Linked DNA regions of Mus musculus: regions 1, 3, 4, 5 and 6 are each linked to region 2. A link is a contact called in public ChIA-PET, HiChIP or PLAC-seq and promoter capture Hi-C data. All regions are on one chromosome and are shown on one strand. Each heading gives the region's core, a stretch centred on a gene start, on an enhancer-like site or on the middle of the called end of the contact. The rest is flanking DNA. Distances are from core to core; before and after follow the strand shown.

What was found. Promoter capture Hi-C pulls out the DNA fragments that hold promoters and counts their contacts. ChIA-PET counts read pairs in DNA pulled down with a chosen protein or histone mark. HiChIP or PLAC-seq counts read pairs in DNA pulled down with a chosen protein or histone mark.
Region 1: an RNA polymerase II ChIA-PET map of memory CD8 T cells shows a contact between it and region 2, with 12 read pairs. The contact joins the promoter of Gnl3 here to the promoter of Hacl1 in region 2. A contact is called at or near these places in 4 of 39 promoter capture datasets (liver, neural stem cells and pre-B cells), 3 of 484 Hi-C or Micro-C datasets (CD4 T cells and CD8 T cells), 4 of 115 datasets of contacts at active chromatin or transcription factors (bone marrow-derived macrophages, hepatocytes, large pre-B cells and 1 more) and 1 of 9 other capture datasets (liver).
Region 3: a promoter capture Hi-C map of liver shows a contact between it and region 2, with 2.6 times the contacts expected there. The contact joins the promoter of Itih1 here to the promoter of Hacl1 in region 2. A contact is called at or near these places in 2 of 39 promoter capture datasets (hematopoietic stem and progenitor cells and liver).
Region 4: a contact with region 2 is called in a promoter capture Hi-C map of liver, with 2.5 times the contacts expected there. The contact joins the promoter of Itih4 here to the promoter of Hacl1 in region 2.
Region 5: a contact with region 2 is called in a promoter capture Hi-C map of neural stem cells. The contact joins the promoter of Chat here to the promoter of Hacl1 in region 2. A contact is called at or near these places in 5 of 39 promoter capture datasets (embryonic stem cells, neural stem cells, pre-B cells and 1 more), 2 of 484 Hi-C or Micro-C datasets (embryonic stem cells and pro-B cells) and 2 of 115 datasets of contacts at active chromatin or transcription factors (embryonic stem cells and large pre-B cells).
Region 6: a contact with region 2 is called in an H3K27ac HiChIP or PLAC-seq map of embryonic stem cells, with 2.9 times the contacts expected there. The contact joins the promoter of Ogdhl here to the promoter of Hacl1 in region 2. A contact is called at or near these places in 2 of 39 promoter capture datasets (embryonic stem cells and stem cell-derived epiblast-like cells) and 2 of 115 datasets of contacts at active chromatin or transcription factors (astrocytes and embryonic stem cells).

Annotation. Positions count from the first base shown.
Region 1 is chr14:31,017,869-31,022,693 of GRCm38.p6, reverse strand. Gnl3 (guanine nucleotide binding protein-like 3 (nucleolar)) reads left to right here and starts at 3,563. Exons shown (of 15, transcript NM_153547.6): 1 at 3,563-3,765. The coding sequence starts at 3,753. It overlaps Pbrm1 (polybromo 1), which reads right to left and starts at 3,556. Exons shown (of 33, transcript NM_001081251.1): 1 at 3,401-3,556. RefSeq lists an enhancer at 2,825-2,853.
Region 2 is chr14:31,638,843-31,643,796 of GRCm38.p6, reverse strand. Hacl1 (2-hydroxyacyl-CoA lyase 1) reads left to right here and starts at 2,832. Exons shown (of 17, transcript NM_019975.3): 1 at 2,832-3,008; 2 at 3,199-3,303. The coding sequence starts at 2,919. Btd (biotinidase) reads right to left here and starts at 2,740. Exons shown (of 4, transcript NM_025295.4): 1 at 2,662-2,740. The coding sequence starts at 2,672.
Region 3 is chr14:30,940,288-30,944,796 of GRCm38.p6, reverse strand. Itih1 (inter-alpha trypsin inhibitor, heavy chain 1) reads left to right here and starts at 1,508. Exons shown (of 22, transcript NM_008406.3): 1 at 1,508-1,638; 2 at 1,883-1,903; 3 at 2,171-2,337; 4 at 2,769-2,873; 5 at 3,153-3,315; 6 at 3,812-3,925. The coding sequence starts at 1,531.
Region 4 is chr14:30,883,592-30,888,106 of GRCm38.p6, reverse strand. Itih4 (inter alpha-trypsin inhibitor, heavy chain 4) reads right to left here and starts at 1,631. Exons shown (of 23, transcript NM_018746.4): 1 at 1,489-1,631; 2 at 142-302. The coding sequence starts at 1,578.
Region 5 is chr14:32,463,471-32,468,073 of GRCm38.p6, reverse strand. Chat (choline acetyltransferase) reads left to right here and starts at 2,165. Exons shown (of 16, transcript NM_009891.2): 1 at 2,165-2,267. It overlaps Slc18a3 (solute carrier family 18 (vesicular monoamine), member 3), which reads left to right and starts at 3,224. Exons shown (of 1, transcript NM_021712.3): 1 at 3,224-4,603. The coding sequence starts at 3,650.
Region 6 is chr14:32,319,516-32,324,071 of GRCm38.p6, reverse strand. Ogdhl (oxoglutarate dehydrogenase-like) reads right to left here and starts at 2,053. Exons shown (of 24, transcript NM_001081130.2): 1 at 1,956-2,053; 2 at 125-193.

The DNA of each region.
Region 1 (4,825 bases), core at 2,314-4,813, 620 kb after region 2:
AGAGCAAACTCTACAAAATTCTTCCTCCCCTCCACCCAAGCATCAGAGAAAAACATTTCTTTCCAAAAGCTCTATCTGCACTGGAAAGACACAGCATTTAAGTTTTAACAGGGCTTTAAAAAGTCTTCAATTATCTTGGCAATTCAAAATAACTGCTTTTTATAACGCACTGGAAAACAAATGACAAAAAAATGTAAATTATTAGTTTTGAATATATTGTAATTTTAGATGACACAACAACCCAGACCCCTTAATCTTTAATACACTTTCAAAAGATAAAAGATACAAGAGAGGGATTTTAAAAAATATTTTCTTATCCGAAGTATATACCTTTTAACTTGTAATGTGAAATAATCGATCCACACTTAGGAGTCAGACCTTCCACTCTAGTTATCTGTATGATGCTAGCCAAACTACAACTCAGATCAGTTTCTTTATCTTCAAATGCAAACAAGGGCTAGCAATAGCTAAGTTGGAAGAGTGGTTGCCTAGCAGATTGGAAGGCCCCAGGTTCAATCCCAGCACCACGTGGAACTGGGCATGGTGGTACACACATGGAATACTACCATTAAGAAAGTGGAAACAGGCCGAGCGTGGTGTACATGCCTTTAATCCCAGCACTTGGGAGGCAGAAAAACAAAATTTTGCATAATTTAAAAACAGTCTCTAAGTACTACTTCATTATTTCTTTATCCATAAGCAGAAAACAAATGATTCTGGGGTTTAATTTCAGATGTTAGGATGGCCTTATTTACAGTAAAAAATGCAAGTGTCTGACAATGAATCTGGATACTCCCAGTGCACAATAAATACTTCAGAAGTCTGGGAAGAGGAAAATCAAAGTACTTGCCATGCAAGCATGAGGGCCTGAGTTCAGATCCCCAGGACCCACAACAAAAGCTAGGCACAACTGTGTGGCCCTCTGACCCCATCACTGAAGGTACAGAGGAGGTGTAAAGACATTAAGATCACTGGGGTTTGCTGGCGATCAGCCTAGTCAAACCCCAGCAAACTCCAGGTATATAATGAGAGAATTTGTCTTCAAAAATAAGGTAGCCCTGGAGAGATGGCTCAGAGGTCAAGAGCACTGGCTACTCTTCTATAGGGCTTGAATTAGATTTCTAGCACCCACATGGCAGCCATAACCATCTGTAACTCCAGTTCCAGGGGACCCTCTTCTGATTTCTTGAGGCACAGCCATACATGGAGACAAAACATCCACACACATAAGATAAAAATGAATAGATCTTAATATAAATTAAAAAAAAACAAACAATAGAAAAACAATGCCATGGATCTCTAGCCTCTACAGACACAGGCATACATATACCAAGTAAGTCTTTTAAAGAGTACTTAAGAATATGGAACTGTGGGGGCTGGAGAGATGGCTCAGCAGTTAAGAGCACTAACTGCTCTTCCAGAGGTCCTGAGTTCAATTTCCAGCAACCACATGGTGGCTCACAACCATCTGTAATGGGAACTGATGCCCTCTTCTGGTGTGTCTGAAGACAGCTATGGTATACTCATATACATAAAATAAATATTAAAAAAAAAATATGGAACTGTGTAAGTACCTAGTATAGCCAAATACCTGACAACATACTTTTAGTATTCTGTGTTTTTTAGTAATATTCAGCATTGTAACAAATACTTAAAACAAAAATTGTGGTAATAAGTAGGCAATTACCATCCTACTTCTCACAGGAAAACCACCTTCACCACTGCCACTCAGAGCCTTTAATATTTACCTACTCCTTATGTTATCTTTTGTTGTTGTTGTTTTCTCTCCTTTTCTTTTTGCAACAGGGTCTCATCCATACCATATTAGTCTTGAACTCAGGGCTTGAATTTCTGAGCCTCCTGCCTCCACATGCTAAATGCTGGGATAGCATGTACCACCATGTCCAGTTTATGTAGTATACGGACCTGAACCCAGTGCTTCACAAATATACCAGATTCTCTACCAACTCAACTACAGTTCAACCCAACTATCTTTCCCATAAATGGAGTGATATAAAAATGAAGAGGTAACCAAGTCAGCACTCTCTTTCATGATGTCTGATGTCTTCCTAACAGTCTACTAGACGGGTCTATAGCATGGGGATTTGGGGAATGCACTAGTACTTGAGCTACGTTTCACACTCTAAGGTGCATCTGCACATACAGGTGTTACTGTTTTAATCCCAAACATGTCTTCAGCAGTTACTATCCTCACTTCCCCCACCCTCCAGCAGTGGCACACGCCTGTAAACCCAGCATTCAGGAGACTGAGGCGGGTGATCCAGAAGTCTGAGGTAAATCTAGCAGCAAAGTAAGGCCACTTCAAAGATAAACGAGGATACTTTCCAATCTTTCATTTTGGATCTTAAAAACTACTAAAGCAAAAGCTATGTTCCTCAACATCTGGAATCCAATATGCTTCTGAATTACTTTGGGGGGAAAAGCCTACTACCAAATGGGTTAAGAAAGAAACGTATAACCACTTTTTTGTTTTAATGGCAGGTCTCACTATGTAACCCAAGTACACTGGAACTTGCGATACTCCCAACTCAAGAGCTAGAACAGGTGTTTTCTACTGTGCCTGGCTCCTACAGTAAGTTTTGAAAAGTTTGGATTAAGATAGCATATTCCACCATACGCTTCTATAGTTAGTCCTCGAATTCCTACATCCGGTCTATTGTGTATTTGTCATTTGTTTTCCAGGAATTTTATATTTTTGTCCCCCCTTTGATATCAAATTTTCTTAAAATAAGACTCACTTCTTCAGAAAACAAAATTTTGAAACGGAAAATACTTTTAAAACCAGAAAATACAGTTTACAAAAACTCAACTCGTCGTGACGGTACAAATGAGAAGCTTAAGTACCTAGCCTGTAAATAAGTAAGTCTCTCTGACAAAAACAAAAAAATATTCCGTTTGGGCGATCATTGGGAAAGAAAAAAACAAAAACAAAAACTCAATAGGGAGTTTTTTGCCGAACGCACAAGAAACCAAAAAAAAAAAAAAAAAAAAAAAAAAAAAAAAAAAAAAAAAGAGGCCTTGAGAGGCGGAGGAAAAGAAGAGTTCGCCCGACCTGTCACTGGTTCTGGGGCTAAAGGAAACGTTGACAGCTTTGAAGGCGGCCCGCGACGGGCGGGAAAGAGCAGCGAAGGGAGTTTCCGGGCCCTGCTCTGCCTTTGTCCCGGCGGCAGGTGCGGCCGGGCTGCTGGGCCCTGTCCCGAGGCCCCGCCGCCGTGCCGTGCCGCGCCCCGCCCCGCGCCCTGCCCGACCAGCGCGTCCGCACCACGGGGCGGGGCCTCCGCCGCGACTCCCGCCCGCCCGCCCGCCCGCCCGGGCCGACACAAAGGCCCGGCAGCCGGCCGAGGAGGGGCGGCCCCGCCCGCCCCGGGCCCGGCCTTACCCCGCCGCTCCGCCGCCTGCAGCCCCGGCTGCGGTCCCCGACCGCCGAGCCCCGCCCCGTGGCCGCCACGGCTGCTAGCGCTCCTCTGGCCGCGGCCGTCTCTCCGGCACCCGCCGCCCTCACCGCCCTCACCCCTCCCAGTGCTGCCGTAAATCCAACCTGTGGCCGCCAGGCGAGCCCGGCTCGGCGCGACAGTGTATGTGTGTGCGCGCGCACTCGGCCCGGCCCCGACACACTTTCCGGCAGGTCCTGGAGCGCGTGACGTTGAACCGCAGTTCCAGTTCGCACGTGGCGCCCGAGAAGTCGTGGTGATCCCGAGACCTCCTCTGCTCCTGAAGCGTCCGCGGCCAGGATGAAGAGGCCTAGTGAGTGGGGTCGGGAGCGAAACGCGCGGGTGGTGCTTTGTGGCTGGAGGGAGAGGACTCTCCATAGGCCATTGATGAGTTCCGCGTAGATCTGATGCTTAGAAGGCCCAGACCCAAATTTGGCCTGTTGTATAGCAGGAGAGCTAAGCCCTTGAGAGGAAAACCGAGCCAGATTTCTGTGATTAACGTGTTTGAGCCTCTTTTCGAGCCTGCCGTTTTCCTAGAACTATTCAGAACCATGGTCTTTCGGCCTTGGTGGCACGCGCCCTAATCATGTACACGAAGGATGACGCAGTAAGATAGAAAGTTTGCAGCCAGCCTGGGCTGTATACTGAAACCATGGCTTAAAAATTAAAAAAAGAGCCTGGCCGTGTTGGCGCACGCCTTTAATCCCAGCACTTGGGAGGCAGAGGCAGGCGAATTTCTGAGATCGAGGCCAGCCTGGTCTACCAGGACAGCCAGGGCTACACAGAGAAACCCTGTCTCGAAAAAATAAAAATAAAGAAAGAAACCTTGATATTTGTAGTGCTTTCCTCTAGAAGCTGCTTCCATTGTGGGTCCACCGAGTCGAATTGACTGGCGTTGTGGTGTGATTTCCATTAAATACCCTGCATAACTTTGCAGGGACGGTTGAGGCAAGATCTATGTTGCCCGGGATAGCCTTATTGTTGTAGGCCCCCATGGCCTGATAAAACAATCTCTTGAGGGCCAGGAATATGGCTATAAACACTTGCCACTAAGCCTTACTGTCAAGAGTTCAAACTCATATGATAGGTAGAACTGACTCCTGGAAATTGCTTTCAGACCTACACACAAAATAAGTAAATGAAACATTTTGGGTATGGAGTGAAGACCCAGGGTTGTCCCAGCCCACGTGGCAGCTCCATGCTGTCTGTAGAAGGACAAGTGATGAAGCCCTCTTGTGGCTTCCTTTGCAAGAACACTACATGCACGTGGTTGGTCTGCTGACAAGAGAGGGCAAAACATCCATATAGGTGATGTGAGAAATTTAAAACACTCACTGCTCATGTGTGCAGTCTTTCTCTTTCTTTGTTTTGGC
Region 2 (4,954 bases), core at 1,583-4,082:
CACTATAATACTATACACATCATATGGTTGCTGGAAATACATAGTAATACTATGGTGGTATAGTAGTAGCTGCCTAGCATGCACAAGATGCTGGTTCAATCCACATAACAGAAGACATGTATTCAATTTCCATTTTCTATTAATTGTCAACCAATTTCATTTTTAGCCATTCTACAACTTGACACAGCCTAAAATCACCTGAGAAAAGAGGCTTCATAGAGAAACTCACGTTACCAGGTTGGTCCGTGGGCAGGTCTGCGAGGGCCAAACCAAGAGGAATGTTAACCAATGCAGAAGGGCCTAGCCACAAGACAGGTGTCCTGGGCCGTATGAGAAAGCTGGCTAAGCATGAGTCTGGGAGAAGCCAGAGAGTGTGCCAGCAACTAGGTTCTTCTGTGGTTCCTGCCTTCAGTTCCTGCCCTGACAACTGTCTCACAAAGATGGTCTGTGACCTGGCAGTGTAAGAAAAAATAAACTTCTGCTCCCTAGCATGCGTTTACTCCTGGTATTCTCCATAACGACAAAATGAAGCTGGGAGGACAAATAACCCTGATTCTTTCTTTCTTTAATGACCAAGCACTACATTTTGGCAAAGCGTGCACTGGTTTTCACAGGTTCAGTTAGGTTAGGTTTAAAAACGAGCACAGGATCCCTAGTGTTCTTGTGAACGGACTGAGATAAAAGTCAGAATTTGGGGGCCCACGGAGTCACTGCCTATAGCAGCTGCCTTCTTTTGAAAGTTCATCTTCCCTATGCATATTACAACTCTTTTTAAAATATGATTTATTTTTGAGACAGGGTCTTACTGTTGCCCAGGCTGGCTTCAAACGTGAGATCCTGTCTTAGCTTCCTTGAGTACGGGTCCCATAGGTCGGCCTCACCACACCCGTCTTACAACTCTTTCTAGATCATCCAGCTACTTTGAGGTTATCTTCACCCACTTGGAAGAAAGTTGTCAAGCAACTCCTCACCATCCCAGAGCTAGATCCCTAAAGCAATCACTATCTGGACTCTGAGGCCTGGATTTGCTCTGTGGAGAACAGGTCACTAATGCTATTAATTATTATTAATTAATTTAATTATTAAGGCTTTATTAATTATTATTTTTCATGTTTATGGCTTATTTGCCTGCATGTATGTCTACATAATACGTGTGTGCCTGGTGCTCTCAGAGGCCAGAAGAGGGCATTGGCTTTGCCAGAACTGGAATTACAGATGGTTGTAAGACACTATGTGGTTGCTGGAAATCAGGTCATCTGGAAGAAGTCACTGCTCTTAAACACATCTCTCCAACCCCTGCCGTCTGATTTTTAAGAAAGTTAAAATTTAGGGCCTGAGATATAATTCGGTGGTAGAGTGCTTGACTAATATGTGCAAAGTCCTAGGGTCAGTCACTAGTATTGCTTTTATGACTTATTCTTTCTTTGAGTAATTAAAAGACATGGTCTCTCTACATAGCCCTGGCTATCCTGAAACTCACTAGGTAGCCCAGGCTGGTCTCAGACTCGCAGAAGTCGACATGCTCCTGCCTCCAAGTGCTGGGATTACAGATGTGAGCCACCACATCTGGCGCTACGATGCCAAATCTCACCAAAATAACAAATAACATTTTAAGCATACTGCCAACAAAAATAACAGGGAGTATGATTAACATATTCCAAGTCCACACAGAGTGCTCTGTATAAATTACAGCGCCTGGGATCCTTACACTGAAGTTGGATGGAACAGCAGTGACTTTGCACTTGGAAGACAGTCACGTCACTTCTGCTTAATCTCTACAGGCAAGGGAAGCAAGGCCCGCTGTACCTTGAACTGCTAGGCGAAGGCAATAACCAGCTCAATGAGTTTTCTCTTTGCCAAATGGCAAAAATGGCCAGTTGAAGACTGATCCTTAATAAATATAAACCAACCAACCAACCAACCAACAAACAAACAAACAAAAGCCCATTCGATCTGAATCACAGTGATTTGTTCCCATCAGGGTCCAGTTTGCCCTTCATAAAGTGTTCTGCCAGTAATTCTGAGAAAGCAATCGGTGTTAAGGGGCCAAGAATCCACTAATGTCTACAAAGCACGCGATGCCAGGGGTCAAGCAGGCTAATCCATGAACCAGTAAGTAGAAAACCAACACTATTACTTTGGTAAAAGTTAAGCAATCATACATTAATTATTAAGCAATGGCTCTAACAGACCTTAGTGATACCCAACTGGAACAAAATAAGTAAATATAAACCAGGCAGAGGGCAGGAGCAGCTACGGTGTTAATAAGTTTATCTCTTGAGCAATTTTGGTGTCATCTCTGATTAAGAATACACCTCTGCTCACAGACTTCTGGAACGTGCACATGATGTGGGGTGCAAAACCACAGAGTTATAAAATCAGAGGGCACAGGAGCACGACACTGTACCCAAAAGCCTGTTTTTTTTCCAACTTTACACTCTCCAAGTTACCCGCGTCCCAGCAGCCTTTGCGTAGCTTGCCTCCAATCAGCGGGAAGCCCCGGCGAGGGCGGGGAGGCGCGGTGGGGCCACGCCCCCTCCTCGCCTGGTCTCTGCAGTCACCCTCCAGATGTGCCATCCCCTCCATACCGGACTGAGCTGTATCGCTACCCTAGTGGAGGACAAAACCAAGGCGAGCATCCTCAGAGATTGGGTTTCTTACCTGCTTCGCATAGGACGCGGCCTCCGGCTCGTCCCGCCTCCTGCTGATGGCGGAGTCCGGAAAAGACTGACTGGAGAATGGGCGTGCTTACATGATCGCCTCACCAAGGACTGACTTCTTGTCCCGCCCCTTCTCCCCTTTGCTTAAATCCGTTGGGCTGCCCTCCTGTCTGTCAGAAGCGGGTGTCACCAACAACAACTCTTAGGCTAGTGAAGCTGTGAGCTGCGAGAGTGCCTTGAAGTAACTTTAGGTGGAAGATGCCAGAAAGTAACTCCGCAGAGGGTAGCGACAGAAGCGAGGAGCAGGTGTCTGGTGCTAAAGTCATCGCCCAGGCTCTAAAAACTCAAGTACGATGGATCCCTCGGGTGTGAAAGGCTCTACAGAAGCAGACGGGGACCTCGCGTTGTCCTAGAGACGGAGGGCAAGGAGGCGGGGGCGGGGGTCCTGTAGGTCTTTCCTTTGGACCCCCCGGGAGGGCAAGAAGGCTGGGTCACCTGATGATAGTTGTTTGTTGCCCCTTTTCCCTCCTACCCTCAGGATGTGGAGTACATGTTCGGTGTCGTAGGCATCCCCGTGACCGAAATCGCCCTTGCTGCCCAGGAACTGGGCATCAAGTACATTGGGATGCGGAATGAGCAAGCGGTGAGTCTTGACACAGGGACCAAATGGCAGCCATTCGATGCACACAGCGTCCCATCGTTTCTAAAGCATTGCACGTACCACTGTTAATCCTCCTTGACAGGAAAATGAGAAGAGAGAGACTAAGTTAAACTTGCCCAACGCGAGTCATTTGGTAGTGGCATTTGAACTCAGGTATTCTGAGTTTGGAGCTATGCTTATACCTTTCTACCGTAGTGTACTCTGCCACATCCAAATATCAGAATCGAAAGGGGTAGTCTTACTTCACTACTAGACTGTTAGTTCTAGCAGAGAAGGCATATTGATTCATCGCTAGGTAAGTGTATTGCCAGCATCTGATGTAGTTCCTGTACATGACAGGTGTCAGAGAGTGATTAGTGATTGAAGGCCAGGACTCATGCAACATAAAGTGGAAGACATTATAGACGGCAGTGCCGTCATTGGAACTCAGGGCTCTCAAACCCCAGTTTGGTGCTTTCCCTCAGCATTATGCCTCCCTCCTTTGGGGTCTTACCTGGGAGAGGGAAAACCAAAGGACATTTTATGAACCCACTTAAAGTATTTTCTCTGGCAGCCCAGGATTACCCTCTCTTAGCAATCCAGGCAAAAATATCAAGTATCTGGTGCAGATGAAGTGGTTCAGTGAAGTTCTACAAAGCCACGTAACCTCATAACCTGAGTGTAATCTCCAGGGCCTGTATGGAAAAATGAAGGCGGTTTCTGATTTATGATTCATGTTGTCCTTGGACCTACACACACACACACAGGCTGAGTTAAATTGTTTTGGACCTACACACACACACAGACAGGCGCTCTCTCTCTCTGTCTCTCTGTCTCTCTGTCTCTCTGTCTCTCTGTCTCTCTCTCTCTCTCTCTCTCACACACACACACACACACACACACAAATAATTTAAAAGATTAAGAATTGGGGCTGAAGACTTAGCTCAGCAGTTCATAGTACTTGTTGCTCTTTCAGAGACCAGGATTTGATTTCTGGCATCCACGTGGTGGCTCCCGACCTCCCATAACTCTGGTTCCAAAGGATCTAACGATTTCTTCTGACCTTCATGGGTGGCACACACGATTCACACCCCCCCCCCACACACACACAGCTGTCCCTTCTGCTGCCGTCACTGCTGTCCTGATCCACGCTCTTGACCCCTTTTCTCTGCCATCCGATGTGAGTTCCATTGGGTGTGGCTCATTTGCTTTCAAATCCCCACAGTACTGACTTGACTTGAGGTCTCTATGTAATCTAGGTGTGTACTACACTATTTGCTAATTGAAAGACCTTTATCAATAAGGCTTGAAAGTTATAGGGAGTGTTTTTAATCAGAAAACTGGTAGGTATTAATTTGTGTTGTTTACACTTTTATTCCCTTACCTCTTTGTTTTTTCCAGTGCTGGGAATTGAACCCAGGCCCTTGTGCACACTAAAGCAAGCACTCTGCCACTGAGCTGTACCCTTACCTCTCAGTTTTCCTATGTGGAATAACCTTCTATTCTTTTACCTGCATGAGAAAGGATAGGTGCTGATCTGTATTTTACTATTTTTCTTGAGTATGTTTGCCCGTTGTTTCTTCTTCATGCAGTAGACATGCACTAAGTATGTACTGTATGCATGATGTGGACTGTATACGCGGCAGAAGAGAGG
Region 3 (4,509 bases), core at 259-2,758, 700 kb after region 2:
ACTCTCCCCTCTGGGGTCTCCACTCTGTTTTCCCGGCTTTGTGTCTCAGGGCATATGCCTACCTCTCTACATGATGGGCGCTGGAGCCTGAGACCTCAGTTCAAGTGTGGCTGTCCCAGAGACACATGACTAGACCTTAGACAGTAAAGAACAACTGCTCGAGGCTTCCAGAGGCCTTGATTCTAAGAAGGTGCTGCCATTGGTGTCTTCCATGGTGACAGCATGCTGGCCTGGTGGGAGCAGGACAAAGCTGACTTCTGTTTTTCTTTCCAAATCCAGCAAGAAGGTCAGCGAGATGATGCAATACGCCCGGAGCATGGGTCACCGCTGTGCTTCCCCCAAGCCTCCCGAATCATCAGAACCAAATGTGTCACTGGGTGTCATAACACCCAGTCACATCTGTGGCCAAAGCATGACTGGAAAGTTTGTTGAAGAATTCTGGACGAAAAGCTTCATTAAGCTTAGAAATTCTATTGTATCGCCTCTGTCCTCTTGCCAAAAGTTAACTGTATATGAGACTGGTGCTGCCTGGTACTTGAGACAGGAAAGGAAGCATTTGAGGGCTCCACAAGCCTTCTTGACGGAGTGCAGATAAATACACAAGGGCAATCTGGAGTCTGGCAGGGACTTTCCACAGCCCTGAGCTGCCTGTTTACAAGAAGAAAGTAGTAACTGCCATGGTTTTAAAAGTTATTTTTCCTACATGTGGGCCTATGCAGTACCCACAGAAACCAGAAGGGGGTGGCGGTTCCCAACACAGGGGCTGACAATTAAACTTGAGTCCCCTGGAAAGGCAGCAAGACCTCTCCGCTGTTGATCCAGCTCAGCACCCTTCCTCACCCATGTTTAAAGACAAGATCTCATATAGCCCAACTGGTTTCCCAATGTAGCTGAGGCTTGTCTTGAACTCATCCTCCTGACCCCACCTCCCTAGTGTTAGGATTGTAGGTGTGTGCCACCAAGCCTAGCTGCCATGAACACTTTTTGTTGCTTTCTCTCTCTGTGTGTCTGTCTCTCCAACCATCTCTCTCTGTATGTGTGTCTGCCTGTCTTTCTGTCTCTGTCTCTCTGTCTCTCTGTCTCTCCATCTCTCCGTCTCTCTCTCTCTCTGTCTCTCGGTCTCTGTGTGTGTGTGTGTGTGTTTGTAAGTACATTCATGCCACAACCCATAGGTGGAGGTCAGAGGATAACTTGAGGGAGTTAGTTCCAAACTCAGGTAGTCAGGCTTTATGGTAAATTTCTTTACCTGCTGAGCCATCACCCAGGATCTGCAAACTTTTTCTTCAACTTCACTTAACATGTTGAGATATATATATACATATTCCCCTAGGAATTAAATCCAGAGCTTAGTGCATGGCACCTACCAACAACGGTAGACAAACCATCTACCAGTGAGCTACGTCCCAGCTCATTGATTCCCTAAACCCTGCTATTTGCCTCCGCTGTGTCTAATGTTTAAACTGTGTTTGTCCAGCACAGTATTAACTAACAGTCTGAGGGAAGTGACGGGGAATTGAGAGCCTGGAGATCATGGAGGGTGCCACAGGGCTCCGGGTGCTGCTGTGCTTGCTGCCGCTCCTCACTCTGCAGGCCAGGCCTGCTTTGGGCTTGGCAACAGGCAGACCCAGGGGCAGTGAGGTATGTGAGTAAGCCCTTAGCATAGATAGGCAGTTGTCCCTGCACTGGGCCCCGGGGCTGCAGCTCCTGCATCAGGGACATGAGCCTCCCTCACCCACTGATCATTTCTTCTTGAAGAGGAAGCCTCCCAGCGGCAGGAGGGAGGTGGAGGAGGAGAGCACACAGACCCCATTCCCACCCTTAATAAATGGATCAGGGTCCCTGAGCGTCCCCACTCACACTTAGTGGTGGTTTTGTTTTGCAGAAGCGACACGCTGTGGACACTGTAAGTTATTTGGCCAAGGGGTCCAAGATGGGGCCCTTACTACAGGTTTGCTTTTTCCCATCCCTGTATGCCTCTGTCAGTGCAACAGGCAGGGGGCTCCCATCACTTGAAATGTGACCTCATGTCTCCAGCAAAGAAAGAGGGTCTTCTTGGGAGGTCTGGTGTATTCTTTGGGAATCTGGGCACTTTGCTCTAGAGTGGGTAGAGTCCATTATTATTATTATTATTATTATTATTATTATTAATTATTATTAGTATTATCTTCAGTCAGTCAATGGTGTGTCCATCAAGAGCTTGAAAGTCAATTGCAAAGTCACCTCTCGCTTTGCCCACTACGTCATCACCAGCCAAGTGGTCAACAATGCTGATAAAGCCAGGGAAGTGGCTTTTGATGTGGAAATCCCCAAGACAGCCTTCATCAGTGACTTTGCCATGTGCGTGCGTGCCCTGTCTAACTCTTACACTCTACTCCACTTGTGTCCACTCACCTGTTCAGCCTGAGTTCAGAGTAGTGAGATCTCACTTGGGTCATGGCCAGCCCCAGCTTAGAGGGGTAGGAGGAAAGAGGTCCATTAGAGGTCTCACCTCCCACCTTACACAGAAAATCAGAGCCTCTGACTGCTTGTTTTCAAAGCTTTTGACTTGGGGAGCAAATCCAGTGAGTGATGTGGCCTCTGTGACTATGGTTATCTACTGACTTCCTATGGGTCCTCTCAGCAGTGGACAGTAGAGGCAGCAGACAGCAGAGACTCCCTTTTCAAGGAGTTGTGTGGACAGGGTCCTAGGCTCAGAATACTCAGTACAAAGGACAACCCAGGCAGTGAAGTCAGGCCACCACTACTGGGGGCTTTTCCCTTTCATGCAGAACATCAGATGGGAAGGCGTTCATTGGGGACATAAAGGACAAAGTGACTGCATGGAAGCAGTACCGGAAGGCAGCCGTTTTAGGGGAGAGCGCTGGCCTTGTCAGGTAAGTTCCAGGCCTTAGTGGCCAAGCTTCCAGGGCTCTCCCTTCTGACCATCCAGGATGGAGCTGGGGACTGTGAGGAGGGAGCACCTCCAGGAGGATGGAAGCTTGAGTAAGCCTGTCTAAGCTGGCATCTGGGGCTAGGGTGGGGTACATCCTTGAGCTCTTGCCTTGGGGGGGGTGGTGTGATAATAAGAGGAACTGGTTCTGAGGGACAAGCTTTAGGTGTTGAAACTGTACATGTCACCCTTTGCCTATTGCTGCCTCTGGTGACATGTTCAGAGCCTCGGGCAGAAATATGGAGCAGTTCACCATCCATATCACTGTTGGAGCCCAGAGCAAGGCCACGTTCCGGCTCACCTATGAGGAGGTACTAAAGAGGAGACTGATGCAGTATGACATCACCATCAAAGTCAGACCCAAGCAGCTGGTACAGCATTTTGAGGTACTTTGCAAGTTCCCAGACAGGATTCCTCACGTTCTTTCTCCCACCCCCAATCCCACACCAACTGTGGCTTTCAGCAATGGTTCAGCCCTCTCCCTTAGCCCAGGCCCAAAAAATACAAGGAATGAGAGTGAGTCCTTAGGACGGGTTCCTGTGGGCTCTTCCGCAGCAGGAAGCCCCTTGAATCTCCCAGCTTTCTTGTCATCCATGATCCCCCAATTTCTGTACCTGCTAAATACATCCCTGCATTTCCCAAGACTGCCACCAGATTACAAAAAGTACTGACACTTATGTGTCAGTCAGCAGGAGGGGCCAAGTTGAAGGGTTCAGGCATGGGCATCTTTCAGTCAGTATTTCTGGACTGACTATGATGAGCCAGGCCCTGCTAAGGGCTGGGTGGATCCTGCACACAGTAGAAAGGCAGATCCACAGGGCTCTTGGCTGAAATTTGGTGCTAGCCCACATGGGCCTTAGCACAGAACTGGCTTCCATGCAGATCGATGTGGACATCTTTGAACCCCAGGGGATCAGCAAGCTGGACGCTCAGGCCTCCTTCCTCAGTGAGGAACTGGCTGCTCAAACCATCAAGAAGTCTTTCTCAGGGAAAAAGGTATGTGAAGAACAATGGGATGGGGATGGGACCTTAGAGACTTCTCAGCTCAACTCAGCCTTTCTAAAATATCCAGGCTGGGCACAGGACCAGGCAGTGTAATTAGGCTGTCCCGATGAGTTATTAGTCAGACTTTCCATCAACTGTGGCAAATCCCTGAGAGAAACAGTTTCAAGGAAGAGGGATTTAGTTTGACTCCTGGTTTCTGAGGTCTCAATCCATGGTCAGCTTGCTCTGCTGTTTCTGGAACATGGTGGGGTAACATTATAGAAGAAATGCTTGCAGGAATAGAGGTTGTTCAGCTTATGCAGCCAGGAAGCAGAAAGAGAGGGGGGAGAAGGAGGGAGAAGGAGAGGGGAAGGGGGAGGGGAAGGGGGAAGGGGGAGAGAGGGGAGGAAGGGGGAGGAGGGAGAGAGAAAGAGAGAGATAGAGAGAGGAGGAGGAGGAGGAGGAGGAGGAAGAAGAAGGAGAAGAAGAAGAAGAAGAAGAAGAAGAAGGAGGAGGAGGAGGAGGAGGAGGAGGAGGAGGAGGAGGAGGAGGAGGAGAAGAAGAAGAAGAAGAAGAAGAAGAAGAAGAAGAAGAAG
Region 4 (4,515 bases), core at 382-2,881, 750 kb after region 2:
GGCTTGATAACATCTTGTTCCCTTTGAGGCTGACTCATGGAACAGAGGTCCTGAGTGCCCAACTTGTGGAACTCCATGTCTCAGGCCCAGGGGAGATGGACTTGCAGGACTGGGTTGTAGAAGAGGTACGGAGACACCTACATGGAAAAGTTGGTGATGAAGGCTTTCCTGGGTAGCTCTACTTGGAAGGTCGCTTCTTGAACAGCATCGGCTCTGTTGACCACCCGGCTGGTGACAACAGTATGGGCAAATCGGGAAGAGACCCGGGAGTCCACCGTGAGGCTGTAGATATCGATGCCATTCTGGACAAGGGACAGGGAGGAGGGCTGAGTTGTTTACCTGCCACCCCCCAACCCAATTTTTCAAGAGTAGGCTTCGAAGCTGGTCCCAGACCAACCTCCACCCTTCATCTGGCCCGGATACTGTTTAGGCCTCAGACAGAAGTCATCACACATCTCAGTGAAGCTGAAGGCAGCTGTGGACCTCGTTCCCCACAAGACAGCCCCATAGAGCAGACCTACAGAGACCTCATGGGAAACAAAGCGCCCAGGCTAACAACGCAAGCCTGGACAAAGCACACTTCTCATCTCGGCAGAGGCGAGGGGCTCAGAGTCGGGGCCCTGTGTGCAGGTTGAGATCTGCCTAGTATGAGGGGTCTTTGATTTTTGGAAACTCTGGCCTCAGTGAAAGTGGGAGAACACTCCTGCCACTCTCCTATCAGATAGTCCTGGGAATCTGTTGACAATCAGGTTTCTAAGGAGCGATGCTCTTCTTCGTCAATGTTCCCTGCAATGGACTCTCTGCCCTGACCCCTCCACTGGGTACTGCTCGACACATACACGGTTTACCCCAAGGCTGGCATGTCCTTAAGAAAAGGCATGTGCACACACACAGCCCCGTTCCTCTACCTGCTCCATGTGCCATGCTGCACACACACAAACTGTTCAGATACTCATGGTTACCTGCCCCAGTTTAGGACAGAGTTTAGCAAGCATCAGCTCTGTACCATGCATGTGTGGCACTAAACACTTCCCAGGTATCATAAGCTTGATTATCAACCAGCACAGCACTCAGACTATGTTTTATTATCACAGTCTTTCAGATGAGGAAACTGATAGGTAGACCATGTAAGTCATTCCCAGAGGTCACTCATCTAGAGCAGAAGCGCTGGGCTTATACAGCCACATCCCGACTTTCTTGGCTCTGCTGTCAGCCTCAAGGGGCAACTGGCTCTCCTCTTTCATCTATAAAGTGGCAAGAATAGGACTATCCCATCTATTAAATGAAGGAGCCTTAAGGATCTCTGGGTACTGCCTGGTTACCCAGCGATTAGCAACATGCCCTGCACACACACTGACCTGCACACCTGCCTACTTAATTACATGCATACTGAAGAGGCACCCCTAACTTTCCAGATGTGTCTGCTCATTACCCAGCTTGCACCACACTCACACAGGTAGACACAGAGGCACCTATGGGTACTGCTACCTTCTCGGCAGTAGTGGTCGGAAGCACAGCCAACAGTGAAGGCAAGAACAGCACAAGGTTCCACATGTGGGCAGGGGCAGGGCTCTTCATCTGCCTTCAGTTGCCCGCCAGACTGCTTCTGAGCCCTGGAGCAGGTGGGTTATAAACTGGCAACTTGCTGGTTGGCCAGCCCCTGCTGGTGCAAGTTCTCGGAAATGCAGGTTTCCAAGCCAAAAAATCCCAGAGGCCTCAGATAAGGACACAAGTGACCTATGTCCAGTAAACTTTGCTGATAGAAGGACATACCCTGGGGAGAGGCAGCTGGGCATTAGCAGGCCTTCTGCTAGCTAGGTTCAGAATTCCAGAGTCACAACCTGATGTAGACATCCATCATGATGTGTAGGGCCAGAGGCACCCAGCAGTGAGGCTAGTAAGCTCTCAATGAGCCCAGGAGGAAACATAAGCTTCCGTAGAAAGACCAGGGCTGGAAAAAATACCCTAGGTGGCTTCCTGGAAGAGACAGGGCCATATTAACCTGGTAGGTAGGCATGCCCGTGGGATCCCTGAGACACCGAGAGGACCACAGACGCATCTGAGGACATTAGCAAGATTGGGCACTTTTTGGAGCAAAAGATGCTGGGTCCAGAAACCCCTGTTCACTCTCTGGTACCAGGCTGCTCCATGGGTCCTATTAGTATAACCAGGCTGTAGGTTCAAGCCAAGCAGACTCTCGAACAGGTCTGCAATTTGACAATACGTTAGAGTTGTAAAGATGCATACCCTGAGCCTAGAGGTGTGATGTTGGACAGTCTATGCAGGAAGGTGAGGCACAGGGATAGAATTCCTGAAAGCTGTGTACAGGTAGAGTGTGGGCTGACTTTGTCATAGCAGGCCCTTGAGAGCGGCCCTTAGGTGCTGCTAATACCTTTTCTCAATATGTCCTTGAGAAAGTAGAAGCACTGATTTATTTTATTTTATTTTTTGTTGATTTTTATTTACTTTCCATCTCGGTTGCAGCTTCCCCTCCCTCCTTTCCTTCCAGTCCCTCCCTCTCAGCTCATCCCCAACCCACACCCATCCACCCCTCCTCCCCTTTCTCCTCAGAAAACAGGAGGCCTCCCGTGGATATCAACCGGTCTTAGCACACCAAGCTGCAGGCTTATCTTCTTCTTGATCTTAGCCATTCTGAAGGAGCTGGAATTTCAGAGTTGTTTTGATTTGCATTTCCCTGATGACTAAGGATGTTGAAAATTTCTCTCTCTCTCTCTCTCTCTCTCTCTCTCTCTCTCTCTCTCTCTCTCTCTCTCTCCTTCCTTCCCTTCCTTCCTTCCTTCCTTCCTTCCTTCCTTCCTTCCTTTCTTTCTTTCTTTCTTTCTTTCTTTCTTTCTTTCTTTCTTTCTTTCTTTCTTTCTTTCTTTCTCTTTTTTCAAGACAGGGTTTCTCTGTGTAGCCCTGGCTGTCCTGGAACTCACTCTGTAGACCAGGCTGGCCTTGAACTCAGAAATCTGCCTGCCTCTGCCTCCCAAGTGCTGGGATTAAAGGCATGGGTCACCACTGCCTGGCTAAACATTTCTTTAAGTGCTTCTTGGCCATTAGAGATTCCTCTGTCTAGATTTATGTATAGATCTGTACCCCACTTTTTAATTGGGTTATTTTGTTTGTTGACATCTCACTTTTTGAGTTTTTGTATATATTTTGGATGTCAGCCTTCTGTTGGATGTGGGGTTGGTGAAGATCTATGCCCATTTTGTAGCCTGTCATTTTGTCCTTTTGACAGTGTCCTTTGCCTTACAGAACTTTTCCATTTCATGAGGTCCCATTTTTATTTTTTAAAGGATTTTACTTGCCGGGCAGTGGTGGCACACACCTTTGATTCCAGTACTTGGAAGGCAGAGGCAGGCGAATTTCTGAGTTTGAGGCCAGCCTGGTCTACAGAGTGAGTTCCAGGACAGCCAGGGCTATACAGAGAAACTATGTCTCAAAAAACAAAACAAAAAAACAAAAAGAGAAAAAAAATTTTACTTATTTATTTATTTGATATATATGATGAGTACACTGTAGCTGACTTCAGACACACCAGAAGAGGGTATCAGATCCCATTACAGATGGTTGTGAGCCACAATGTGGTCGCTGGGAATTGAACTCAGGACCTCTGGAAGAACGGTCAGTGCTCTTAACCTCTGAGCCATCTCTCCAGGCCAAGGTACCACTTATTAATTGTTGATCTTAGTGCCTGGAATGTTGGTGTTCTATTCAGGAAGTTGTCTCCTGTGTCAATACACTTAAGGTTATTTCCCACTTTCTCTTCTATCAGAATTAGTGTATCCGGTTTTATGTTGAGGTCTTTGATCCACTTGGACTTGAGTGTTGCGCAGGGTGATAGATGTGGATCTATTTGTAACTGTCTACTTGCAGACATCCTGTTAGACCAGCAGTGTTTGTTGAAGACGCTTCCCCCCCCCCCCTTGTATGGTTTTGGCTTGGCAAAAATCAAGTGTCCACCGGTGTGTGGATTCACTGCATGTTCAATTCCATTGATCAACCTGTCAGTTCCTTTACTAATACTGTGTAGTTTTTATTACTATTGCTCTGTAGTACACCTTCAGATCAGGGATGGTGATAACTCCAAAAGTTATGTTATTGTACAGGATTGTTTTAGCTATCCTGTTTTTTTTTTTATTTTTCCATATGAAGTGAAGTTGAGTATTGTTCTTTCAAGAACTGTAAAGAATTATGGGTTTTTTTTTGTATTTTTTTTTTTTTTTTGAGACAAGGTTTCACCATGTAATAGCCTTGCTGTCCTGGAACTCACTTTGAGGAAAAGGTCCTCGAACTCACAGAGATCTGCCCATCTCTGCCTCCCAAGTATTGGGATTGAAAGTGTTTGCCACCATGCCCAGCTGGTTTTGTTTGTTTTTTGTTTTTGTTTTGTTTGTTTTTGTTTTTGTTTTTCAAGACAGGGTTTTTCTGTGTAGCCCTGGCTGTCCTGGAACTCACTTTGTAGACCAGGCTGGCCTCAAACTCAGAAATCCACCTGCCTCTGCCTCC
Region 5 (4,603 bases), core at 916-3,415, 820 kb before region 2:
TAATAGATCTAATAAAGAAACACCTCCTTTACTCAATCATCTTATATGTATCCTGTAGTAACAATTTCTACATTCTGAATGAAAAGGAGAAAAACATGCTTCTATTTTTCCTCCAAGACTGGATAGGAAATTTCCTCTTGCATATGAGTTATGCTCAAATACAGAAGTCTCTGGAAAGGAGTTTGCCAAGCACCAGTATGAGGGAAAAGCCACAGGCACAAAAACACGGCAAGGACTGGCCGGCCCCTGGAAGGCTTCCAGCAGCAAACCGTCCAGCACCACGGACAGTTCCAGCGAGCCACTAGGCCTGGAAGGGAAGTTGTCCTTCTGGCCTGGCACATCTGGGAGAGGGAGCCTTTTGCTGAAGGGGGTCTGTCTTCCCCTGACTGTGACCCCTGTATCCTTCAGATGTAAAAGCTCTGCCTTCTTATTTGGGAGCTAAAGACCTGGAAGAATCCAGCCCATTGCCTTCCTCACTCCAGTTTTTATGCCTCTTGCCCTTACCCTGCCAAGGTGTGCCACACTGCAGATGGAGTGATAGAGGCATAATGAAACACAAAGAAAAGGGAGGTGGCATGAAGACCATGAAGCAGGTCTTAACAGCCTGGAACCAGATGTGCCAGGGCATAAGAACAACTTCCCTGTGGGGGGTGTGATGGGGGCAGATAGCATCTTTGCTGTACCAGGATTGAGGAAGGATGAAGTAAGAGTATACCCATGGCCCTGGCACAGAACAAGTGAGTCCGCATCTTGTCATAGAGGAATGGAGGAGGCGAGAGTTGGGTGTGAGTCCCAAAATGAACTGGCTTCATTCTCAGGAACAGCTAAGGATTATTATGTGGGCTGGAGAGCCAAGAGACGAGGTCTGCAGCTTGCTAGGACTGGGAAGTTTATTTTTTGGAAGATTCTACTGTCTGTTAACCACTAGAGAGAAAACTGCTGCCTCCCGTGTCATCCTGCCTCCTGATTTTACTCAGACGGCGCGACAATATATGAATAAATAATCGTTACCATGTAGGGTGTGGAATACCTCTTTAAAAACCATCAGTGTAGCTTTTGTAGAAAAGTCAGAGGAACCCAGAGTATTCTTAAACTAGAGTGTCTGGAGAGCCAAGCAGGTGACAGAGTACATGGAGCAAGCTGAGGGAAAGCGAGTCTCTGGAGTATGTGCTATGAACAAAGGCAGTGGGATAATATTTAAAGTCGTTTTGCTGCACTTTCAGCAGTGTGAATTTTGGTAACCTCTTGATGAACAGAGGCCAAGTGGGCCAGAGGTAGGGCAACTGTGACTTGCCCAACATTATCCAGAGCCACAGCTGTCCTCATATTTAGGCTTCTTCCCTCATTTTAAGGGCAGCTGGGCCATCACAGGGCATGTGACTGGGCAGCTCTCTACTTAGGTGAGTCTCCTCCTTTCAGGAGTACCTGTGTACGGGGTTGAGAGGTTGGGCTAGACCACTTGAGTGCTGCCTTCTCTCCCTGACTCTGGTCTCTGTCACATCATCTTGCAGCTGGCATAAGAAGAGAAGCCAACTTTCCAGCTCTTTCTGTATCTTCTACCAGCTCGGACAGAGACCAGGCTCACAATGCCTTCCCACTCGAGGGATAAGCCAGAGAGTCAGGATGGCCCTGGTGTCTGTCTGCTCTTCACAAGACCCTCCACTGTGACATGAACACAGGGCAGAGCATGTCACAGCAACAATGGCAAATACTGATGCTTCTCATCATGCGTGTACCACACCCTAAGCTGTAGGTACTCCATTTTACAGATAAATAAAGGGACAGTGGGGGCAGAAGGAGAAACAACGTCTCCCTTGGCACTGTTATCTAGTAAGTGGTAGCTCTGGAAGCCATCCTATTTGTCTGCCTCTGGAGCCCAGATCACGATGTCTCCTTCCCGGGTGGGAAGCCCAGTGGAAGAAGCTAAATCCGAGGCTAGCTTGGGATCTGAAGGCTCCTGTGATTCCGCAAGACAGGGAAAGTCCAATCTCAACGTCACCACCACCTCCAATCTCAGCTGACTGGCATCCTCTCTCCTTCCAGTCTGTGGACTGGAACTCGGGCCTCACGTGCCATCTAGGGTCAAAACTCTTCTGAGGACACACTGGGCCCAACGCATAGGCTGATCTGTTCAGCCTGTCGCCTGCAAATCAGGACGCTCAGCGTGTGCAGCCCTCCCGGAAGGAAGGTGAGCCTTCCTAAGCCTCTACTGACAGCAAAGCTGCAGAGGCCCTGCTGCGTGAGACCCAGAAGCTTCCACGCCACTTGTGAGCCCCACTCAAGACTTGGAGGCGGCCGGGGTGGGGGTGGGGTGAGGAAATGCAGAAAAGTGGGCGGAGGCTCTCAAGAGCAGAGGGAGGGTAAGGTCTGGAGAGAAGAGGGCCAGGGAGGAGTTAGAAAGAGGAGTGGGAGAGTAGAAAGGAAGGGAAAATAGGCGGAGCTGGGGGGGGGGGGGGGAGAGACCCGCGCCCGGAAAGCCGAAAAGGAGAGGCCAGGTAGGGGGAGGTCAAAAAGTGTTAGTTTTGACTTCCAGGACCCTGGGTGCAAAGAACGACTCCTCCTCTCAATACTCAAACCCTTAAAGACTGGAATTAGCTGCTAAGACTTTCTGCCTAAGGGCAGGTGGGTCGGAACCAGACCCTGAAGGCTCTGTACCTTCCCCCTCCCTTCCCGGAGGAGGGGATGAGACGGGCTGGGGGCGGGATTGAGGAAGGGGGTTGCTTGCGCTGTGCCTCTGGGTCCCGGCTGCGTGTTCCAGCTGCGAGAACAGATGGAGGCAGCGCGGCTCACCTCGGGGGCTCCGTGCCCGCTGTGCGCCGAAGTCCAGGCTGAGGAGGAGGTCTAGAGCCCCCGGCTCTCCCGTCTCCCACCAGGCTGCGGGGAACCGGCTGCCGCACCCCTCCTCCCAATTGGGGGAACCTCACCCCTATAGGTCCCAGAACTGGGGGAAACATAGGGCCGGTTCCTTCCACTGCTCACCCATCCCCAGGGGCTTGTCTAGGACTACAGCTCGCCAAGATCCCCTTCCCCTTGCTCCCAACCTGGAAACATCTCGGAAGCGGACCCCTGCCCGGACGCGCCCCGCCCCCGGCCCCCGGCCCCCGCCCCGACGACGTCCTATTAGCATGAGCGACGCCAGTGGCCCGGGCACCACTCGGGGGCCGAGACTCACCGCGTCATAGCCCCAAGTGGAGGGAGAAAAAAAAAAAAAAAGAGAGGCGGCGGTGGAGGAAGAGGCAAGAGCGGACGCGCGGGGAGGGCTGGAGAGACGGCGGGCGGCGGCAGCATGCCCCTGGGCGGGTGCACACGGCCTCTCTGCGCGGCAGGGGCTGCTCCTGCTCTCTCTGGGCACCGCGCGTCCAGTCTCCCGCCTCAGCCCCTCGGCTTGCCGGCCTCCGCGGTTGCATCCGAAACAGCGGCAACTGGTCCCTGGAGCATCTAAGAGCAGCGGCGCCGCGCGGGACAATCCTTGATTTTTTTTTTTTTTTCTCCTGAGCTCGGGGATATGAACCCCACAGCCACCTGAAGCACAGGGGGCGCTACGCGGCTAGGACCGCGCCCCCGAAGTACCGTACCCTAGCCTCTGCACTGCGGGACGCCGACACCCGACTCCGGTGGAGGCATCTTAGGAAGAGCAGCGGGTAGGGGCATGGAACCCACCGCGCCAACCGGTCAGGCCCGGGCGGCGGCCACCAAGCTGTCGGAAGCAGTGGGAGCCGCGCTACAAGAGCCCCAGAGGCAGCGGCGCCTGGTGCTGGTCATCGTGTGCGTTGCACTGTTACTGGACAACATGTTGTACATGGTCATCGTGCCCATTGTTCCCGACTATATCGCTCACATGCGCGGGGGCAGCGAGAGCCCTACCCTGATCTCTGAGGTGTGGGAACCCACCCTGCCGCCGCCCACTCTGGCTAATGCCAGCGCCTACTTGGCCAACACCTCGGCGTCCCCGACGGCTGCCGGGTCGGCTCGGTCAATCCTGCGGCCTCGCTACCCCACAGAAAGTGAAGATGTGAAGATAGGCGTGCTATTTGCCTCCAAGGCCATCCTGCAGCTTCTGGTGAACCCCTTAAGCGGGCCTTTCATTGATCGCATGAGCTACGACGTGCCGCTGCTTATTGGCCTGGGCGTCATGTTCGCCTCCACAGTCATGTTTGCCTTTGCAGAAGACTATGCCACGCTCTTCGCTGCGCGCAGTCTACAAGGCCTGGGCTCAGCCTTCGCGGACACGTCTGGCATTGCCATGATCGCCGACAAGTATCCCGAGGAGCCTGAGCGCAGTCGTGCTCTGGGCGTGGCGCTAGCCTTCATCAGCTTTGGAAGCCTAGTGGCGCCACCGTTTGGGGGCATCCTCTACGAGTTCGCGGGCAAGCGTGTACCCTTTCTAGTGCTCGCCGCCGTGTCGCTCTTCGACGCACTCCTACTCCTGGCGGTGGCTAAGCCTTTCTCAGCTGCGGCTCGGGCGCGGGCCAACCTGCCCGTGGGCACACCTATCCATCGCCTCATGCTAGACCCTTACATCGCTGTTGTAGCCGGAGCGCTCACAACTTGTAACATTCCCCTTGCGTTTCTCGAGCCCACCATAGCCACGTGGATGAAGCAC
Region 6 (4,556 bases), core at 804-3,303, 680 kb before region 2:
CTACCCCTGCCACCAGCTAAACCAAGTCAGGATGCCACTGGCTGGAGTTCTTGCAAAGGTTCAAGTCCACCAAAGGGCAGGCATGGCTCTTCTAGGCTGCCTCCCCTCACCCTTGCAAACTCACTTGAGCTGAAGGGGCAGGTGAGTTCCTCAGCCAAGGAATGGTGATTTCCTGAGGTGACCTGTGGCAAGTCTGAATTAGAAGAAAATTAATAACTAGAAAAGACATTCTAGAGGGGGGTGTGGCAGAACTCTGAACCTCAGGTGCCCCAGGATTCCCTTCTAACATTCCAACCCCTGAGCTAATGTAGCCAGGTCCCTTAGTGAGCCACTTGGGGCTGGGTCTCCTGGAGCAGCAGTAAGTTTCCAAAGGTTCAGCATGGGCCCTAGGGTCAAATGTGGAACAACCATGGGGGATCAGCATCCGCATTCCACACAGTAAGGGTACACAGTCAGGAGCACAGAGGCGAGCACTGAACTGGAGAGTGACCCGCTGTCTGTTCCAGGGCCTGTGTCTTCCTCATGGCCGCTTAATATCTCCTTGGGACAATGCCCCAACTGCTCCTTCTGCCAGCTTTACCCCCACAAGGTGATAGGACAATCCAGGCCAGATAGGGACAAGGCCTGGCTATATCCAGCCTGGCCCAGTGTTGGAACACTGTGTTTTACAAATACAGAACGCTCTGGGCAGCCAGATACTGCTATGGCCTTCACCCAACCCGGCAGGAGATGCCAGCCATTCCTACCCCCATGCCAGCTGGGCTTGAGGACCCCAGAGCTTTGCTGAGCTCCAAATCTATAGCCAAGGCCCTAATTAACCCTGTTAGGTCCTGCTCATACAGGGCAGGATGGCGGCAAGCACACCCTAAAACGTGCCCTGTGCAAGTTTCTAGTGGGAAGATCTTGGGGGCATCCTTTTTGGAACAATGTCATCCAGTCAGAACCAGGGCAGGCAACTTAATACTAAGTCTCCTGCAGTGGTGCACAGGGGAGGGCTGCTCTGTAAACTGCCCTTGGGAAAATCAGTTAGTAGAGGTCAGAGTAGGGAGGCCCCCTTCCCTCCAAACCCTGAAGCAGCACGCAGTAGCAGAGTCTTTCTACCTGTCTTGTACTAGAAACTGAACTCACTGCCTGACTGGAAAATGTAGAACTCCAAAGAGCTAGGCAGAAGGGTGTGATGGGGGTCGGGGTGCAAGCTTACTTTCTTGACAGGGAGGAAGGAAGGGCCAAACTAAAGCCCAGAACTGGGGTGTGTACAAAGATGGGTAAGGTCTGTTGAAGGTTACTGGTGGATGGAGAGGAAATACACAGATTGGCTTGGGATTGGAGCCCGTAGGGCTGGGGGTTTCAGCGCTGGGTCTTTGCAGAGCATGGTCCTTAGGGTCAATCAGATAAGTCCTCTTAGGGCTCATCCTGAGTGCGGGAGGATGGCTGAGACCTCAAACTACTTGACCTAGATATCTGGTCGGCCTCCATTTCCTCAAGTGGGAGCACAGACCGCAGTTAAAAACAAGTATAGGGCCTGTCCTGGGACTTCGAAGCTGCTTGCATGTCCCGCCAGATGCAACCCTGGAACCTCTTCAATCTCAGTGCTGTTCTGGGCAGCCCCCCTCTCCTTGGAAGAGTACCAGGCAGGCTCCTCTCCAGGCCACTACGGCAAACAGTGGGGGGGGGGGGGGGGCTGCAGCCTTCCGGCCTGAAGCCCCACTATTGGCAAGTCACTCCTTCCCACGAAATCTGCATTCACCTGCTGACAAGCACAAAGGACCGGGGGTCCTAAGGAACGCTGCACTTAGTCTAGGGAGAGACCAAGGTCAAGTTCCCGTTCCCCACACCCCACCCCACCCCCTCCCCAAGGGCCTGGCTGAGGTTAGTGGGCAGCGCTGCCCCAGGACCTAGGATCGAGTTGCAGAGGGTTCAGCTCGCAGGAACGGGGGTCGCGCCGCCGCTCTCACCGGCTGGCCGAGGTTCCGGGCCACGCGGTCCGGGGGGCTGAAGGTCCGGGGACTGAGCGGAGGGTCACGAGCAGCGCGCTGTATCAATTACCTAGGTCACGTGACACGGCCGCCGTGAGCGCGCACCCTCGGGATTCCGCGCGTCGTGACGTCTCGGTAGACGCCCCGCCCTGTCTGCGGCCCTCGCTGTCCGAGGTGCTGACCTCCCAGATCCAAGACCTCATGTGGCCCCCAAAGAGCCAGGTGCTTCCAGATGGCCAGCAGGAGCCCAGGTCTGCCCTGTCTGAGTGACTGGAGACAGTGCTGGACCCATGAACCCCAGAGTCCTCGACCTGAAACTAAGAGGAACGTACCAGAATAAAGCAGACTTGTATGTGTGTATGGGGGAAAGATAGATTCCTCTCTATCACCCATAAAATGGGAATGCTATTAAAAGTTCTGCTGTCTTCCAGCTGTTTTGAAGAAAGGATGAAGCAGTTTATGAAAAAATGCTTAGTGCCCTACCAATTCACTTTCCAAGGGATTGTGGCCTGGTTTCCCTCTCCTCAGAGAATCATTGCCACAGACAATCTAACAAAGAATATACATTGACAGAACCTGTGGAAATTTAATCTGCACTTTTATTATTAGTGATTTGCCAACTTATGTTATTGGTCAGTTTGGAGTTTTTCTGATGTGTTCCTGCCTTTTTCTTTTCTGTATTGGGCTCTGTTTCATTTCTAAGCAAATGCAGGATACACCCGTGGCTGGAAATGCTATCAGCAGTCCTTCACAGGATTACTGTAACAGCCCCTAACTGGCTTCTGTGTTTGCATCCCTTAATCCTGACCCAGCAGAGCAGCTAGGGACTTCCTGTGGAGCACAGCTTCATGTCACAGTTTGTACAATCATCTTTCTACGTAGCTGTTTAAGATCCACTGATCCTAAGCAAACTGTGGATAATTGACCTTGTGGTTTTTTGAGTGTTCCATCTGAAGGCTCCTATATCACATAAAACCATAATCAAATGACGTTTTATGTTTGTCTCTTGACAACCTGTCCTTGATTTACAGGAGTCTGGGCCAGCATCCTTTGTGAGAAGCAGGAAAGGAATCACCCCTTTCCCTTCCCTTCAAGGTAATAAATACCTGTAATTCCAGTACCATGAAGGCTAAGGCAGGATAGTTAAGAGTTCAAGGCCAGGCTGAAATACATATTGAGAACCTGTCTCAAAACAACTCCCAGATTCTGTCCAGGAGACTCTAGGCAGCTATGAATGTCCAAGGTTGCATTTTTGAACTCCTTTTCTGGCAAGTGTGGGGGAAATGGAGGGTAAAATGTGAAAGTGTGCGTTGTCTTGAGTGGGGGGACAATCAAGCACTGCTAGAGAAGAAGCCGGGACAGATCTGATAGTGAGTTGGAAGCCAGTCTGGGAGATCAGTGGCTTGCGGGGTGTTTGGTAGGGTGTGAGTAACATGCATTTCTGGCTTTCTTGACTGGAGTTCATTGAGTAGGAAGCAGGTAAGCCGTGTTGAGAGGCACATCAGAGAAGTTTACAACTGAGAGTCAATCATGAATGAATGACCCAAGAAGGTAAGTTAACCTGTGTCCACAGGCAGGGCAACGGCCTAGCCAATCAGAAGGCTTCAGAACTTTCTGTTTGTTTATAGCCCTTTGCAAAGCTCTAAGTGGGACAAAGAGATGGATCCACATCCTGGAGGGAAGGTGAGTCACTCATAGAATGGGATGGGGAAGAGACTGCCAAGGACAGGAACCTCTGCCTGGGAAGCCTGCTGGTAGATCAGCCTTCTCTTCTGATTGTTGTTCTGCTAATTACAGCAATTGAAGCAATTATTCGGGTGCAATCAAGACTCTCATAAGGTGGCTGCCATTCTTAGGAGCCTGGGAGGACTTAAGGCAGGGACTGGAGCTCTGCAAAAATCTTGGCAGCAGAGACCTGTCTTTGCTTCCTCGGGTGTGGGATACAGACACATATGTTTACTCATTCTGATAGTATGGACTAGTTCATTGAGAAATATGAAGCATATAGTGGTAAAGTCCCACATCAATTAGGACTCAAGAAAATGCCCCACCGACATGCCATGCCCACAGCCTTATCTGATGAAGGCAATTTCTCGATTGAGGGTTCCACTTGCCAGAGGACTCTAGTTTGTACCAAGTTGGCAAACACAACGTGTTAAGGTTTACACTGTGTCCCTGCTTCCAAATTTGTAATATGAAGTCCTAACCCCAGGTACCTCAGAATGTCACTACCTTTAGAGATCAGTATTTAAGAGGAAATTGTGTTAAAGCGTGGGCATTGCAATGGCTCTAATCAAGTAGGACTAGTATAAATATATCCGTATAAGTAGAGGAAATTCAGGCACAGACACTGAAGTGGAAATTGCTGGTTTCTTTGGAGACTCAGTTGTATCATGTGATGTTTTCCTGGAAACTGTCTTATGATAGGATGTTTTTGCTGAAGCAGACATGTGGGAGGATGTTTTGCTGAGAACAGACACATGGTGCTTTCCTGGAAGCTGCCTGGGAAAAGGGCATGTGATGTTCTGCTAGAGTGGACACTTGAGGGAATAAGTGGTGTTTGGAAATGGTACAAATATA